Regions from separate parts of the Mus musculus genome. Here region 2 is linked to region 1. The links are chromatin contacts, called in public HiChIP or PLAC-seq maps. All regions are on one chromosome and are shown on one strand. Each heading gives the region's core, a stretch centred on a gene start, on an enhancer-like site or on the middle of the called end of the contact. The rest is flanking DNA. Distances are from core to core; before and after follow the strand shown. Region 1 holds the start of Slc10a1 (solute carrier family 10 (sodium/bile acid cotransporter family), member 1). Region 2 has its middle 53 kb from the start of Ttc9.

What was found. HiChIP or PLAC-seq counts read pairs in DNA pulled down with a chosen protein or histone mark.
Region 2: an H3K27ac HiChIP or PLAC-seq map of embryonic stem cells shows a contact between it and region 1, with 3 times the contacts expected there. The contact joins the enhancer-like site here to the promoter of Slc10a1 in region 1. A contact is called at or near these places in 8 of 39 promoter capture datasets (the 3T3-L1 cell line, the HPC-7 cell line, cranial neural crest and 4 more), 1 of 484 Hi-C or Micro-C datasets (cerebral cortex), 1 of 115 datasets of contacts at active chromatin or transcription factors (embryonic stem cells) and 1 of 9 other capture datasets (embryonic stem cells).

What each region holds. Positions count from the first base shown.
Region 1 is chr12:80,966,095-80,971,528 of GRCm38.p6, reverse strand. Slc10a1 (solute carrier family 10 (sodium/bile acid cotransporter family), member 1) reads left to right here and starts at 3,450. Exons shown (of 4, transcript NM_011387.2): 1 at 3,450-3,940. The coding sequence starts at 3,585.
Region 2 is chr12:81,681,572-81,686,917 of GRCm38.p6, reverse strand. No RefSeq gene overlaps it. Among named protein-coding and RNA genes, the nearest start is that of Ttc9, 53 kb to the right of the region's middle. Within about 2 kb of position 3,612, at least 29 of the 459 cell types and tissues checked have an H3K27ac peak or open chromatin away from gene starts, as enhancers often do. A contact at or near this core is called in embryonic stem cells and stem cell-derived epiblast-like cells, where this site is marked.

The DNA.
Region 1 (5,434 bases), core at 2,201-4,700:
ACAGAGTTACAATGTTCCAATAACTGTACTTTTTCTCCCATGGCTTACATATCCCAGCCAAATCTTTCCAGCAGTACAAAATTACAATGTAATTACTTTCTAGTTTTCTTCTAGTGAATGACTATTAAAAAAAAAACAGTATTTTCCCAAATATCTTCATAAGAAATAACATTATGAAATACAGATACAAAGGGAAAAAACAAATTATTCCCAAGAACCCACAAACATTCATAACTAAGCGGTTATAGATTAACAAAGTACAAGAAGCAAGGTAGTTTTCTCAACCAGTTTCTCTTATTGCCAAGGCAGCAATTTGCAGTTACATAGGAAGGATAAATAAGTATATTGTTAATCTTTAAAAAGAAATCTTATAAGAATCTTAAAAGAATCACAAATCTGAACTTTTACATAAAAATCAGTCATATCTACTTTAAATCCTCAGAATTAATATACTCATCAGTAATTCTTATTATACTTATACTCAGCATGCATATCTACTCATCAGCAATTCTCATTAAATCATATCAGGGAGCTGAGGGCAAAACTGGGTATAAGAAATCAGTCATCACCAGCCAGCCTCAGTGAGACTCACGTCAGCCAGGGCTGCCATTGTTCTTGTTCCCTGGCCATAAAATGTCCCTAGCTTAACTAATAAGAGTGTCCCTTTCTGAACTTCAAATTGCTACCTAAGATTTTCTACATCAGAGCCAGTAGCAAAAACATCTCAACCTAGCTTCACTAATAATTTTATTTTTTCCAAATGTTCTCTAAGGGTGGTGGTCATTGCTGACAATCTGCATCTCTAAATTCTTCTGAAGGATGGTGACTGAATCACTAATCTCCTCCAGCAGCAATGCATAAACGAGATTAAGCACTAATATTGTGAGGGCCAGAGATACTGCCCAGCGAGGGGTAGAGTTGCCCTTAGAGTCTTCACACAGTTCTTAGATTAAGAGTGAAGGGAGGGCAGCAAGCAGAGCAGAAGTCCTCAGGACACGTGGTCCTCAAGGTGGTGCCTCAACAAAGGAGCGCCCATCGTGGCTGAGTTCACACAAACCAGTGGGCCACGGTCCATGTGTTCTAAAGCCATTTGTCATTCTTCCTGCATGGCCCTCGGCAACCACTCAAATCATGGTGGCCAGAAAACAGAGAGAATGTCTGCATGAGTTGGCTTTCTCCAAAGAGAGGAAGCAACCTCCTTCAGGATACCACCCCAATGCTCAGAATGGCTAGCTGTGGGCCTCCCTCTCCTCAGGGGCCATTGGACACAGGCCCATGAGGGCAGAGGGAGCAGAAGCAGCAGGGAGCAGGGTTTGTACAGCCGAGAGAATGATGGAAACACTTCTAGGAGTCAGCTTCAGTGAGACAGTTTGTGGTGGTTTGAACATGCTTGGCCCAGGGAGAGGTGCTATTAGGAGGTGTGGCCTTGTTGGAGGAAGTGTGTCATTGTGGGCATGGGCTTTAAGACCCTCATCCTAGCTGCCTGGAAGCCAGTCTTCTCCTAGTGGCCTTCAGATGAAGAGATAGACAGACCTCTCAGCTCCTTCTGCACCATGCCTGCCTAGATGCTGCCATAATGGACTGACCCTCTGAACCTGTAAGCCAGCCCCAATTAAATACTGTCCTTATAAGAGTTGCCTCGGGGGCTGGAGAGATGGCTCAGCGGTTAAGAGCACTGACTGCTCTTCTGAAGGTCCTGAGTTCAAATCCCAGCAATGACATGGTGGCTCACAACCATCCATAATGAGATCTGGCTCCCTCTTCTAGAGTGTCTGAAGACAGCTACAGTGTATTTATAATAAATTAATAAATAAATAAATAAACGTTTTTTTTAAAAAAAAGATTTGCCTCAGTCTGGCTGGAGAGATGGCTCAGTGGTTAAGCATACTGACTGCGCTTCCAGAGGAGGTCAATTCCCAGCAACCACACGGTGGCTCACAACCATCTATAATGGGTTCCGATGCCCTCTTCTGGTGTGTCTGCAGACAGCTATAGTGTACTCATATACATAAAATAAATAAGAAAATCTTTTTTTAAAAAAAGTGTTCTTTGCCTTGGTCATGGTGGGGAAACTACACCTAACAGACCCGCTCAGTCTCATAGTTGAGGTGAGTCGGGGGAGTTCAGCTCAGGATGGCCATACCTGCCTCTCTAATGCTGCTGATGTTGCATGCCTCCCACCTGGTTTCCATCATGAGACCCACAGGCCCAACATGCAAAATAGAGCCATTGGGAGTGCAGTAAGAAAAGGCCACTCATCTGCAATGCCTAAAATTAACCTGCACACCCCACCTGCCCACAAACCTGGTAACTTCCTAGAATGCTATAAGCTGTCATTCTTGAAAAATAACAATGCCTCTTGGGAAAGTGGTTTATAGATTAGTCTTTGTTTGTTTGTTTGTTTGTTTGTTTTTGGTTTTTTGTTTTGTTTTTTTCGAGACAGGGTTTCTCTGTATAGCCCTGGCTATCCTGGAACTCACTCTGTAGACCAGGCTGGCCTCGAACTCAGAAATCTGCCTGCCTCTTCCTCCCAAGTGCTAGGATTAAAGGCGTGTGGCACCACCGCCTGGCATAGATTAGTCTTTAGAAACCCCCGCTACATGTCTGTCTCAGGGCACTTAGCTGAAACATTTCAGGAACTGGTTCTGACCAAAGTCTACCCCTTGGCTGGTATTTAATATTTAATAGAGCTTGCTTTATATATGGCCAAAAAATAGTGGAATTATTTTTTTTACCTGGTGCATCTCAAGCTTGCTACAACCTCACTTCCTTCTCTGAAGTCTCTCAAGTTATGGATACCTCAGGCACCAGCTAGTTACTCTCCACAGCTGGAGTTTCTCGTGAGCTGGGCTTTGGATAATCTCCAGGCTTCCAAGAGCCCAACGTACCCCAGAAAGTTTTTTCCCCTCTGGAGATAAGTAAGTCTTTCAGGGATTCATGGTGCCACCCCCCAACCAACCCCAACCCCCACAGGACACGTATGGTCTAGATATGGGCACAAAGCAAGGTCTCAGAGGAGGACAGTCATGGACACAGCCTCTCCTGAAGACAGCAACACCACATCGCCCCCCCATCCTGTCCCATGGCCCTCTGGCCTTTGCCACTTAGATGAGGAAGGCAAAGGCAGAAACAGTCTCTTTCTCTCGGGAACAAATGGTGACTCACTGAGGATAGGGAAGGCACCTTTTCCCAGGAAACAACCTGAGGTCTCCGAGACTGAGCTAGAAGCAGGAACTAAAGGGAAAGGTGGACATGTTTTGTTGCAGGTCCTGGATGGGTCTCAGAGACGCTATAGTGAAGCATGCTCAGCAGGGTAAAGAATGAACCCTGTGCTGGGTACGAGCTCCACTCGGCAGGCACAGAGGTCAGAAAACTTAAGCAAAGTAGGGGATCCGGGGAGATGAGGTTATGGGCTGTCTTATAACCACAACCGTGGTTCTGCAGGTTGCATAATCTTTTATTTGCCCACAGCTACATTTTGTCCAGAAACTCTGTCCTGAAAGAGGACTGAAGAAAACATCCAGCCAGCACTGGGCAAGGAAGGGCAGGAGCAGAGAGTGAGGTGGTGTTCACTGGGTCGGAGGATGGAGGCGCACAACGTATCAGCCCCCTTCAATTTCTCCCTGCCGCCTGGCTTTGGCCACCGGGCCACAGACACTGCGCTCAGCGTCATTCTGGTAGTTATGTTGCTGCTCATCATGCTCTCGCTTGGCTGCACCATGGAGTTCAGCAAGATCAAGGCTCACTTCTGGAAGCCCAAAGGGGTGATCATCGCCATAGTGGCCCAGTACGGTATCATGCCCCTCAGTGCTTTCCTTCTGGGCAAGGTCTTTCATCTGACCAGCATTGAGGCTCTGGCCATCCTCATCTGCGGCTGCTCTCCTGGGGGGAACCTGTCTAACCTCTTCACCCTGGCCATGAAGGGGGACATGAACCTCAGGTAGGACCGAGGGTTAAGAGGAAAGGGTGTGGGATGGGGTGCTGCCGAGATGTCATGATCTAGAGAAGATCTAGGCTGGAGCCAGGAGCGGGGAGGGACGTAGGAGCTGGATTAAGTTTGGCATTGATTGTCAAAGGTTTATGCTAAATTGGGGCAGCCTCTGGAATCTCTTTGGTTTAAATCCCAGGGGGAAAAAAAAAACATTAAGCTGGTCCAGAGGTATGTTAGACACCCCTGAACTCCCAGAAGTCTCTACAGGATCACTGTAAAGGAGAATAGATTTCGATGAAAGAGTTCCTCAGAACCACAGTCATCTGACTGGCAGGGTGTCAGCTCTGAGGCTGAAAATCTAGCAAGGGTATAATGGGTCCAGAACATTCCAGGAAGGCCAAGGTGACTTGGAACCAAACGAGCATCTTAAATTTCCTGCAGAGAAGAGACTCCAAAGGCTCTTCTCCAGTATCTGGGCATCCAAGGTATCTGCTAAGACCCTTTACCGAGTTGTCAGATGTGGTGAGATTGCCAACCAAAGAAACTTTATGTAGAATTGAGGCCCCAGCGATTGCCCAGGTTAGGCTGGGCTCCACTCAGTCTAACAAGAAGGGAGAAGGCTAAGACCAGCCTGAGCAGCCAGGTGGTGGTGGTGCATGCCTTTAATCCCAGCACTTGGGAGGCAGAGGCAGGTGGATTTCTGAGTTGAGGCCAGCCTGGTCTACAAAGTGAGTTCCAGGACAGTCAGGACTATACAGTAAAACCCTGTCTCAAAAAACCAAAAAAAAAAAAAAAAAAGACCAGCCTGAGCCTAGAGCATCCTGATCAGGTAGCACTCGTGAAGCGCCAGACTCCTTGGGCTTGGTGGAATATCTGTCCTTCACACAGCTGTGACTGTGGCAGTGAATGTCAAGGAGAGGGGCCCCTCTCAGCCTGCTCGGGCAGTGCACAGCATGGGTGAACTCACTCCAGACACAAAGCCAGTCTCCTCTAGGCCTGATTCTCAGTGGAGTTGTTCAGTGTCAAGTAGAGAAGGGACCGCAAAGGGAGCATACCTTGCCTGTGCCTAAACTTTACAAAGAAAACTTACCTAGAAGCCTCTCCTGGTGAGGCAAAACAGCAGGAGGGCAACTGGAAGGAGGGGCAAGGCATTAGTCATGCTGTCCTGTAAGCAAGGTTGGTCGCACCTTATACGTCCCAAGATGTTAAACCTCAGCTCTGGTGCAGGACTATGTAGTCACATTAGTCAGAAAGGGGGCACGGTGGGGAATCTGGGGATCTGTGGAAGCAGCCGATGGAACTGTGTGACCCAGTCTCTTCCTCCTAAGCAAACTTATCGTTCTCATACACATTAACCATGCCCCGATCCACCTGGCTGAGCGGGAATAATTATCATGTCCAGACAGACTTTGAATCCCTGTTGTCCTGAAAAGTGACTACATGCATTATTACAGCAATGACAGCAAAGCTAAGGACCTTCACTAAACAAACATTCTTTTCAAC
Region 2 (5,346 bases), core at 2,363-4,862, 720 kb before region 1:
TCCATTTCTATTGCTGTGTGCAGGAGTCTATCTAGCACTTCTTTGCTCCCCCACGGCCTCTCGCCATAGTAATAGCTGGCAGTAGTTAAGCCTTTTCCATGTTCTATTCTGAGTGAAGTCTCTATTCTAGATAGGGAACAAATGAATGATTGAATTAATGAGTAAATGGGAAGGGGGGCATCCTTGAACAGTGGGGGAAGATGATTAGAAACGGGGCCTATTAGCTAGGCTGGAGGACGAAGGGGTGGAGGGGAGGCCCCAGGGACCTGCCGGCATTCAGCAGTATTTTCATTAATGACTGCAGAGGTGGAGTAGAGAGTGTGCTAATTGAATTGGTGAAGCCTGTGAGGTGAACCAGAAGCTGAGCCCTTGGCAGGGCAGGCTGGGGTATCAGCCGCTCCTTGACTAATCCGGGAAATAAACAGAGTCAATAGACAGAGCTTCAGGAGCTGCAGCCTGTAAGTGGTTCCCAGGGAGCAGCTGCTGCGAATGGATCTGCCCGGGGAAACCTTCAACCCACTTTTCTTTTAGCCTCACCTGCCTGGACTGCATTGTTGGACCAAGCCTGAGAGGTAGTGTCCTTGATGCGGGACATGATTTGGATCCTGGAATCTTATGGATAAAGCCCCCATTTAAAAGGCTAAGCCCTCTCCTTACGGGCCCCTCCCCATTACCTGTCTGTCTATGTCATCACTATGGAGATAGCTTTATTTGCCTCACCCCCTACAATTTACACTCACTCCATGCTGCCTCATTCTGACTCTCCCAGCAGGGCTCTATCCTCTCTCTGCACATCCCTAACGTCATGCCTCCTATCCTTAGCCTGAATTTTGGAGTGGCTTTGAATGTTAGCCTGACCTCATTTTCCTTAGGAAAATGACCTGGGTGGAAAAAAATGGAAGTAGGGCAAAGGATTTGATGGGGGAATCCCCACACATCCCCTCCAGCCTCGAGGGAGATAAGTCCTAGCGAAATGCATGAGTCCCAGCTTCAGGCCTCACAACCTGCATTGTCTTAGGTCAGTATCTGTTTCCTTGTCTACAAGCATTTGAAAGGCGACTTGATTTATCTTATTCAAAACGGAGTAGTTAGGGCTGGGGATGCAGCTGAGCAGTAAAACTCACACAGAGCAGGTATAAGGCTTGGGATTGATCCCAAGCAGGCAAAAGAGAATCAAAGTCAGAAGTGAACGTCTTGCTGGAAGAGTAAGAGAGGGCCACATAAAAGCCATGTCTTGGATAATCAGCTGGACCTGAAGGGAGGAGCTCTGGGTGTGGGTGCTCTTATGAATCACGACAGTGCCATCTTCTCTGGTGTCGTGAAGTGATGCTTCTGGTCATTGTAGCAACTGGAGAATTTCTTACCCATTGGCCTGGGGTAGGTACCTTGCAGCCAGACACTGGGGCTCCAGTCTTTTATAAGGGCCTTGTCTGCATTCAGATCTTCCTATTCTGGGTAGAAAGGAACAGACCAGAACCACTAAGTCCAATTTGTGCTTTGGACTGATGAGTCAGAAGTGACCTTTTGAGTTACAGGCTATCCCAAGTGTCAGTACGCCAGCAGAGCCCACCTTTATGCATAGAGGGAGCCTCACAGAAGTAAAAGCAGACACTTGAATATTCAATGTGGTCTCTAGGGTCACATGATTATGTAAAAACAAGATAATGTGGAGACTGGGAAGATGGCTCAGTGGGTAAAATATATGCTACACAAACACAAAGATCTGAGTTCGGACCCCAGTGCCCGCATACAAACCTGGGTGTGATAGCTCCCTGTAACCCCAGCTCTGGGGAGCAGGGGTAGGCAGAACACGGGGACTCTGCAGCCATTCAGTGAGAGAAAAAAACAAGGCAGATGATTGAGAAAGCCACTCCAAGGTTACCTTGGAGGTGGGGGGGGGGGTGAGGGGACACACCCACATATGTATGTACAATGCACATACACACTATCTAGCTTATAATGATCGAATAAAAACTCTACAGGAAGCACAAAGGCTGATAGGCAGCAGGCACTGCCGTTTGTTGAATGGCTGCTGTATTTAAAATCATTGATTACAGGGGGGCAGGGTGGGTAAGGAACAATCTCAGAAGGGAGAGAACAAAGGGATTGAGTACCAGGAATGCCTCTGTGCAGGGTCCTTTTGGGGTGACAGAGATGTCAATGACGGGGGCAAGGAGGCCTGAACCCCAATTCCCAGCTAGGAGTAGGTCAGAGTTACTGTGTTATAGCCTTAAGCACCTAAACTGTCTTTCTTTTTTTTTTTTTTTTCTTTGAACACATGGTCACTGAATAGCTACCTACTAGTCACATACTGTGCTAGTACTAGAGACACGGAAATGCTGGTGTTCTAGTGGGAAAGACGAATAAATAAGAGAGCAAATTAATAAGTAAAATATATGTTCCCTGAAAGCGGCGAGGTGTAGAAATAAAGCAGAGACGAGGCATAGGAAATGCCAGCTGGGTGGGTGAATTTAAACATTTAAACCGGGGTAGCCAGTCTTCTCCTAGCAGCAACTCTCAGCTTCTCCTGCACTATGCCTGCCTGGATGCTGCCGTGCTCCTGCCTTGATGATAATGGACTGAACCTCTGAACCTGTAAGGCAAGTAAATGCCTTGGTCATGGTGTCTGCCCTGGGACAGAGGCCAACACAGCGGTCCGGGGCCAGAAGTGCCAGGCTGAGAAGTAAGGTTCTGACCCAGAGGTAGGCACTGAGTTTGGATGTCCCTTCAGGGCCTGTTGGCCTTGTGCTCTGGAATGCCTGGGAAACCCCAGTGGCCTGCGGGTGAGCTGAGAATAGGATAGTAATAGGCTGTGAGGTGGTAACAGACACCATTGCTTCTGTAAAACTCTGTTGCCACGGGAAAGGATGCAATGGTCTTCTCCTTACTCTATAGTGGGGAAGTGAGAAGCACCTGGACGCCCGCACTTTAACCCCGCCCCCCCTTCCCCCACCCTTCCCCCATGGCATGCTGTCTGGCTCTACCAACAGTGAGAATTAATTCATTCGATCTAAATTTGAACTGAGTCTAAGGCTTGGTTTCTCCCAGTGGGTTTAGTCTCCACAACTCATGAGTACCTCGAAACCTTCCCACCCCCAGGTTTTATTTTCTGAGATCTTTGCTTCTCCGGGCCGCAGAGTCCTCCGCAGGTTCCTCGAGTCTCCTATATGTCCAGAAAGGTAGGTGACTTTCATTTCACCGAGATGGCATAATGACAGACAGGATGCTTTTGAGCTAGACTCCCGGGCAAGGCTTGAGAATCCACGTCTGGATTCTCTCCTGTCCCCAGGCCTAACTTCTGGGCTTGAGCAAAGAGAAGCAGGGCAGGGTGAGTCAGCAAAAGTGTAGGCTGAAGGCCACACCTGCAGAGTTCCGAGTCTCTCCCGTTTGTCTTTACTCTCACATCTCTCTGTCATCTGGAGGGCTATAGGTGTGGCAGAGGGAAAGGTGCCGCTTTTATTTGGGGACAAATGGACATGTCCGTTTTGGGGGTGTTGGCAGGTCCCCTCACTTGCACATTTTGGGATATTATCCAGGTAGAAGGAAGGGTCTGCTGAGAAGTAATTTGAGCTCTCTGAGCTGTGGACTCTTTTCTGTGGAGCCCAGGTGCTGCTCCTTACAAGTCAAAGACAGGACAGCTCCCATGGAAACCATGATGGCTCTTAAGGCCATCAGTTCTGAGTGACCCATGCAGGGAGACGATTATATTCTGGCTACTCTTCCTGGGCTCATCAAAGGAAGCATCTTTTATTTTATACTGTTTTTGTTATACTTTTCCTCAGTGAACAAACCATGTCAGACTTAAAGCTCCAGAATTAGCACACACGTGGGGACTTTTGCTTACAAAAGTGGTGATGCTTAGACAGTATGAGATGGATAAAATATACAGGCAGGGAGAACAGCAGGGTTATGGAAGGCTGGCTTTCATTAGGGCCACACAGGGCACAAGACCCTCAGCTTAAGCTTCTGTCAGGTGATCTGTAGAAACAGTTTTAGCTATTCAACTTCCTCTTGCCCTTCATCTTTATTACAAATGCTTATTGCTGGGGCTGGAGAGATGGCTCAGCAGTTACGAGCACTGGTTGCTTGTCCAAAGGATCTAGGTTTGAGTCCCAACCCTCACAACTGTCTGTAACTCCAGTCTTAGGGACTCTGACACCTTCTTCTGGCCTCTGTGGGCAATAGACACACATGTGGTGCACAGACGTACATGCAATCAAAACACCCATACACATGAAAATAAATAAATCTTTAAAAAAATAAGTGCTTACTCCTGACTGATGATAGCCCTATGGGTTATTACTGGCCTATGATGGAGGATGCAAGAGTAAGCAAGACACATGTATCCTTTGAGGGAACAGAAACGTGCTAACAGCTGCATACTCAAGGTGTTACTAAATAGCTGGGGAGCACTTTTTAACAATCCTAGATTGTAATCAGGTCACTTTTTACATAAATGTTCTGTGGATAAAAACCTGCCCCCACTCCCCCCACCCCCAGCAGGATGCTATGTTGTTGTCTTTGGGTGTTTAGTTTTGTTTGAGACAAAGGCCCCAGGTTGTCCTCAAGCTCACTTTGTAGCCACAGATGATCCTGAACTCCTGTGCTCTTGTCTCTACATCCCCAGCCCATGATGCCAAAATGACTTGGCTCAAACACTTACCATACTCTTATTTTCCTGTATGGAAGCTTAACATTTTCGTACTAAATAACAATGCTAGCCTCCCCTATCTTGCTCTTTCTGTGTGTAATCAGACACTTCATAGTCAAGAAGCTCTGGTTGCTACTCCAAGAGATACTGGAATGCTTCAGTGAATGAGAAAGAATTCTCTACTTAGCTCCTATTCATTGGCCTTGCAGTGACTTCTCCCTCTACTATACTCTTCCATACTCTTCTATTATTCTATTCTATTCTATTCTATTCTATTCTATTCTATTCTATTCTATTGTCATTTCTTTTCAGAGGTGCAAATTCACTAGACATTTTTAGGCTTCCCTGGGGTGTAAACTTCACTCCACAGCTCCTTTGCTGTTGTCTTGCTTAATGACTATTAGAAGAGCAAGCCATAGGTACCATAACTCAGACCAGTAAAGGCCAGGAGAGTGGAGACAGGAAAATGAGCTGCACAATGGTGGGTCTACTACAGCACACACAAAGTTATGTAGCACACCATCAAACATTCTAGCTTTCTCTGAGCATGGTGGCGTATGCCTGTCTTTCCAGCATTAGAGGACAGCCTGAGATACACAGAGAGATTTTTGTCTCTGATAAAAATGAATTATCTGGGTCCTAGTTCCCATTCCTGTTTGTGTACCAGTGCCCAGAGCCGGGATCCCAAGGATAAC